Linked DNA regions of Sus scrofa: region 1 is linked to region 2. Evidence: chromatin contacts called from public Hi-C data. All regions are on one chromosome and are shown on one strand. Each heading gives the region's core, a stretch centred on a gene start, on an enhancer-like site or on the middle of the called end of the contact. The rest is flanking DNA. Distances are from core to core; before and after follow the strand shown. Region 1 holds the start of SLC17A2 (sodium-dependent phosphate transport protein 3). Region 2 overlaps CARMIL1 (F-actin-uncapping protein LRRC16A).

The links. Hi-C and Micro-C count contacts between places; a contact is called where the count stands out from the background.
Region 1: a contact with region 2 is called in a Hi-C map of liver, with 2.6 times the contacts expected there. The contact joins the promoter of SLC17A2 here to the enhancer-like site in region 2. A contact is called at or near these places in 10 of 47 Hi-C or Micro-C datasets (alveolar macrophages, embryonic fibroblasts, fetal liver and 5 more) and 1 of 2 datasets of contacts at active chromatin or transcription factors (alveolar macrophages).

The regions. Positions count from the first base shown.
Region 1 is chr7:20,662,245-20,664,944 of Sscrofa11.1, reverse strand. SLC17A2 (sodium-dependent phosphate transport protein 3) reads left to right here and starts at 1,447. Exons shown (of 21, transcript XR_002345599.1): 1 at 1,447-1,664. The region is part of intron 1 of LOC110261475 (a long non-coding RNA gene); the gene reads right to left.
Region 2 is chr7:20,341,105-20,343,804 of Sscrofa11.1, reverse strand. CARMIL1 (F-actin-uncapping protein LRRC16A) reads right to left here. Exons shown (of 37, transcript XM_013977486.2): 36 at 676-816. LOC110261657 (a long non-coding RNA gene) reads left to right here. Exons shown (of 3, transcript XR_002346102.1): 3 at 466-551. Among named protein-coding and RNA genes, the nearest start is that of SCGN, 47 kb to the left of the region's middle. Within about 2 kb of position 1,309, at least 1 of the 83 cell types and tissues checked has an H3K27ac peak or open chromatin away from gene starts, as enhancers often do. A contact at or near this core is called in liver, where this site is marked.

The sequences.
Region 1 (2,700 bases), core at 198-2,697, 320 kb before region 2:
TGTGGTAAGCTAAATAATGCCATCTAAAGAGTTCCACATCCTAATCCCTGAAACCTGTGACTGTTACCTTGTATGGCAGAGGGGATTTTGCCTGTGTGATTGACTTCAGGATTTTTTTTTTTTTTTTTTTTTTTTGTCTTTTTGCTATTTCTTGGGCCGCTCCCACGGCATATGGAGGTTCCCAGGCTAGGGGTCTAATTGGAGCTGTAGCTGCCGGCCTACGCCTGAGCCACAGCAACGCAGGATCTGAGCCGCATCTGCGACCTACACCACAGCTCAAGGCAACGCCGGATCGTTAACCCACTGAGCAAGGGCAGGGATCGAACCCGCAACCTCATGGTTCCTAGTCGGATTCGTTAACCACTGAGCCACGACAGGAACTCCTGACTTCAGGATTTTGAGACAAGAAAGCTATCCTAGATTTTCCAAATGATCCCAATATAATTATAGAAAGTTCTTAGGGAGGTAGGAGTGCCAGAGTTAGAAAGATTTGAAAATGTTATACTGCTGCCTCTAAAGATGGAGGAAGCAGCCATGAGCCAAGGAAGGCAGGTGACCTCAAGAAGTTAGAAAAGGTAGAGAAATAAACTCTCTCCTAAGCCTCCAGAGAGAGTGTAGCCCTACGACATCTTGATTTTGGACCCAGTGAAATCCATTTTGGACATCTGACCTCCAGAACTGTAAATACGTGTTGTTTTAAGTCACTAAGTTTGTGGTAATTGATTACAGCAGCAGAGCCCTAATACAGGGGAACCAAGTAGCAAAATTCCAGTAGGTTCCTTGTGGGAGTGTGGCGAGACTAACTCAGGCAAGGAAAATCAACTAAGGCAATTTGAAGCTAATAAAAGCAGAAAGAGCAAGACTTCATTTTATAAGGGTTGAGAATCAAGCTGGGAAGACCCAGTAGCAGCCACAGTCCAAAATTTAAGAATCACAAATTAAGAACAAGTCCAAATATCAAGATTCGAGCCGAGACTGGATTAGAAAGAGCACAGATATGAAACAGGAAGGAAGCCTGCAGGGTAGCTTCATGGGAAGATATCAGAGTGGTCAAAGTTCACATTTATTAAGCTGTGGGCCCCAAGTGCTTAAAGAAAACCTAGCTGATTTAACAATATTCTTTAATGGGAACATCTCATTTATTGAGGACCTACTACCAGTTAGCATATGTATTTCATTTAACTTGCCCAATATCCCCATGAGTTGAGCATTATAACCCTTGCTTTACTTATGGAGAAACCAACTCAAAAGAGCTTAAATGACTTGTCCAAGGAGACAGAAAACACTAGGAAGTGAAGATGGGGTTGACTTCTCTCCAGTTCCAGGAGCCCTGCTCTTTCTTCCATGCCTGCTCGCTCTTTCAGGAAAAAGGCTTGTTGACATTTTAAGCTGTATGCAGAGTTCAAAGCAGCAAAACATAGTGTCATCTTTTGAGATACTCATTCTATCAGTGAGAACTTAAAATGAAGTTAAAAATTAAGCAGCAAAACCAAACCCAGACTCTCTGCTCTGAGGATGTAGGGCTAAACCTGCCTGCCATGTGACGCATTATTTATCCTTGTGAAATTGTGGAATTATTTGAAAGTGAAGAAGGGATGAAAACTCTTTCTTTCTTCAAGGTAGCCTTATAGTCTAGGTCTTACAATACTGGTTTAATGGTGAAGGTAAGTGCATTTCTTCTTTTTGGGTTGGAGGATAATTACTAATCAATCAGAGCTCCATTAAGGGGAGAGAAGAATTTGAGGGGAAGTCAGAGGAAAAAAACATTATCAGCAGCCTAAGGGTCTCCATCTGCTAATCGTTTCATTGCTAAGTGAAGAGACTTTCTAAAAAAAAGTAATCAATTCAATCAGGACCCTAGAGCAAGGCTTGAAAGGCTACTGGTGACAGTGAACTCTGAACAATGGTCACGTCTCCAAGGATTCTGTGAGTATTAATTGTGACACCTCCATGAATTGGAGAAGCTTTGGCTGTGGAACAAAATACTGGATCAGAACTAACAAGGTTTGGGATTGGAGATTGTGACTCAGGAGCCTTTTCAGATTTCTGTGTGTAGTTGAAATTGTCTCTCAGAAAAAGGAAAATATGAGCAAAGTTGTGAATAATATTTAAGGCAAGAAAACTTGTGTACTTGTAGGGATGACCTGGTCTGTTGCCCTCCTTGTACAACGGAGGAAAGGTGCCCAAACAGATTATGATTAGTGCCTGTTAGTTCTATGGTGGGAAGCCCTGTGGTAGGCGAGGAAGATCCAGGGAAGGTGCCCTCTCTCAACCTGCCCAGAGAAAAATCCCAATTCCATAGCATAGATAGACTCACACAGGCCTGGAAGACACAGCCTGAGCTTGTTGCTTGGAGGAAAGAAGAGCAGACACCCCTGCTTATCTCCTGGGGAGAGGAGCTGTGAGTCTCCTGTGGGCAGGGCCCCAGGTGCACCTTAATTTTGACATAATCCTGCCTTGTAGGATCACCCACTCTTGGTGCTTAGTACATTTCTTTTTTTCATGATTAATTAATTCATATGAATTGATAGCATGATGTAAATGATCTCTGGAACAACTAGTTTTATTCCAGAATTACCAGTCTCTCAGATAAACATGATAAAATGGGCCTCGGTTTTACTAACCTGGAAGAAATGACTTCTTCCCATGTTGTCTGGTGTTTGTAGTGAGATGCATCCCTTCATTATCCATCTTCTGGAT
Region 2 (2,700 bases), core at 60-2,559:
AGAACCCCAAAGGGTTCATTGAACAGAATGGGAGAAGTGAGGGAAAGAAGACCTGGTGAGGTGCAGAAGTCACCCCAAACATGCCTCACCTCCACTGATAATGACCTTTGATGTGTTAGGGAGATGGCATTCAAGTCCCAGGACCATCTCACTATGCTCCCGGCTCAGCAAATTAGAAGGAACAAATCAGTATGATGATGCCCTGAGAGCATCCATGTAGGTGACAGACTTCTGAGAATGAGGACCATCTAACCTCATGACTGAGCAAAGCTAATGAGCCACAGTGTTGCCCATAGCAAGGGCAGGCTTCTAGGTTCTCAGAAATAAGAGAACCTAGAAGCCTACACATTACACCAAATTAGTCACAAAGCAATGGGTAATACACTGGGAATCCCTTCTGGAGCATCTAGAAATTACTATTATAAAGACCTTTGGGCTAAGTGTCTCAGTTGTTTTATTTTTTAGATACGGTCCTTCACGCAGACCCAGTGTCACCAATAACAGTGAATCAAGTTTCTGAATGAAAAACTGCTCTGGTTCCAAAACTGAATCCGAGGGATGCTGACTTATAAACCTTAAGATATAAAGTGAGAAACTGAGTCCAGGATTAATTCCTTGCTCTTAAGATGACTCTCCTTGGGGAGAGCTGACACAGGAAAAAAAAAAAGGTATTACCTTCCCGGGAAAATGTCCTGGGACTGGGCTGCGGGCTACTCTGGCCATCTCTCTCCTTGTCCGAAGGAACTTTTTTCAGCACAGGCGGAAGAAGAGCGACTTTAGGCGAACCCGGGCTGGATGGAGAGTGTGGGAGGTCCTCTATGGAAACACAAAGCCACATGTCAAACTGTGCCATGAACTGGATTCCTAAAGCATAAGCTGTTTAATCTTTACATACAAACAACCAATCATTTTTTAAAAAAGCATCATAGAATTTTCTGGCCCCAAACTGGTCTCATAGAGCTCAGTGAAGTAACAAACAAGAGAGTGAAAAATAATTCAAACTCAACAAAAAGTTAAAATCTGCAGGTGGGAATCTCTTTAGACAGAATTTCAATGAGCTGGTATTTGAAAATTAGATGTAAGTGAACTGAAGGTTGCTTCTGCCTCAAACACAAAGGCTGTTTGTGTTTCTTCAATTGGTGACAGAAATTGTCATTACAAGCCACCGCCTTTACCTGCTGTCAAACCCTGGAAAGTGGTCCCCACGTGGTGTATACAACATATATCCGTGCCTACAGGAGTGAAGGTGCATGTACCTGCGTACAGATACTAAGATCAGGAAGAACAGCTTAGAATCATGGACTTTTGGAACCAGAAAAGACTATGTGGTAATCACTGTACAAATGGAGAAATTAAATGACCTGCCAAGCTAAAAAGATGACAAAATATCTGGGACTAGAACTCGAGTCTCTTAAGTCTAAAGACTGCCCTATTTCACTCTAATTGAAAGGATCAGCTGAACTGCACTCCTTTTTCTGCTCCATTACCAGCAAGGCAGTTCTCAATTTGGGGGGTGCTTGTGGGAGCCCGAGGGCACAGAAGACAACCTTCGGCCAGGTTCTCGTCACTTCCTACTTCAATTCAAGTCTCCACCTGCTTGACGATAGAAGCAGGGATGGGGCAGGATGCGGTGAAAACGGCACTGCCTGTGTTGACAGCCTCTTAGAAGCGTGGAGAGGGAATGCAAGGGTGTATTGGAAAATGCCTGCTGAATTCTCAAGCTCTAGCAAAACGTCTGTGGGTTAACATAAGTCTCAATACACTAAATACTACGAACTCAGTGAATGCATTCAGCAAATAAACTGAAACAAAAGCTTCTTGCAACAGAATATTGGGAATCTGGCTATTTTATATTCCGTGTTGGCAACAGGGGAGCCCAAATCCTCTACAACCTGGATTTATTCTATTCGAGATGTTTCCTTACCTCAGACACAGCTGGCCGATGGGAATGCCAGCCTGCTCCTAAGTGGTCATCTTTACTTTTTTAATTTTGAAAAGTATTTTTTTGGCCTCCATTCTCCCCACTTTTTCTGTTTTGAAGCTTTTTTTTTTTTTTTTTTTTTTTAAAACCACACCTACGGCATGTGGAAGTCCCTGGGCCAGGTATCAAACTCTTGCCATATAGCAGGGATAGGATCCTTAACCTGTTGAGCCACCAATCATTAGATTTTCTGATCCCAGAGTCAGCAAACATTTTCTGTTAAGGGCCAAAGTGTAACTATGTTAGGCTCTTCAGACCACATGGCCTTTGCTGCAATGATTTAACTCTGTCCTTTTAGCACAAAAGCAATGGGAGATGCGTATATGCGGTGGGGCTGTGTGCCGGTGACACATTTATAAAAACAGGCCCATAGTTTGCCAAGCTCTGTTCTAACCCTGACAGTTTCACAGGATGGGGGGTAAAACCAGAGCAATTTAAGCTTTCCCTGTTTGTGGTCCTTGTCCTGAAACTGCAGCTCTCTGAAGGGTCTGGGCATCTGGAGATGGCTTTCAGAAAGTTCCACCACAGAGCACTGCCAAGGGGTGAGCACAACACTGGCTGCTTTACCCATCCTGCCTCCACCCTGTAGCCCCAAGCACAAGGCCAGTACCTGAGCAGGTGCCTTGGTGTTGAATGAAGGAACCCTTCAGCCTTTGTCACTTCGGCAGCCTCTGGCAGGTTTGTCATGGCCCCTTCCTACAGACACTCTCACCGCCTGC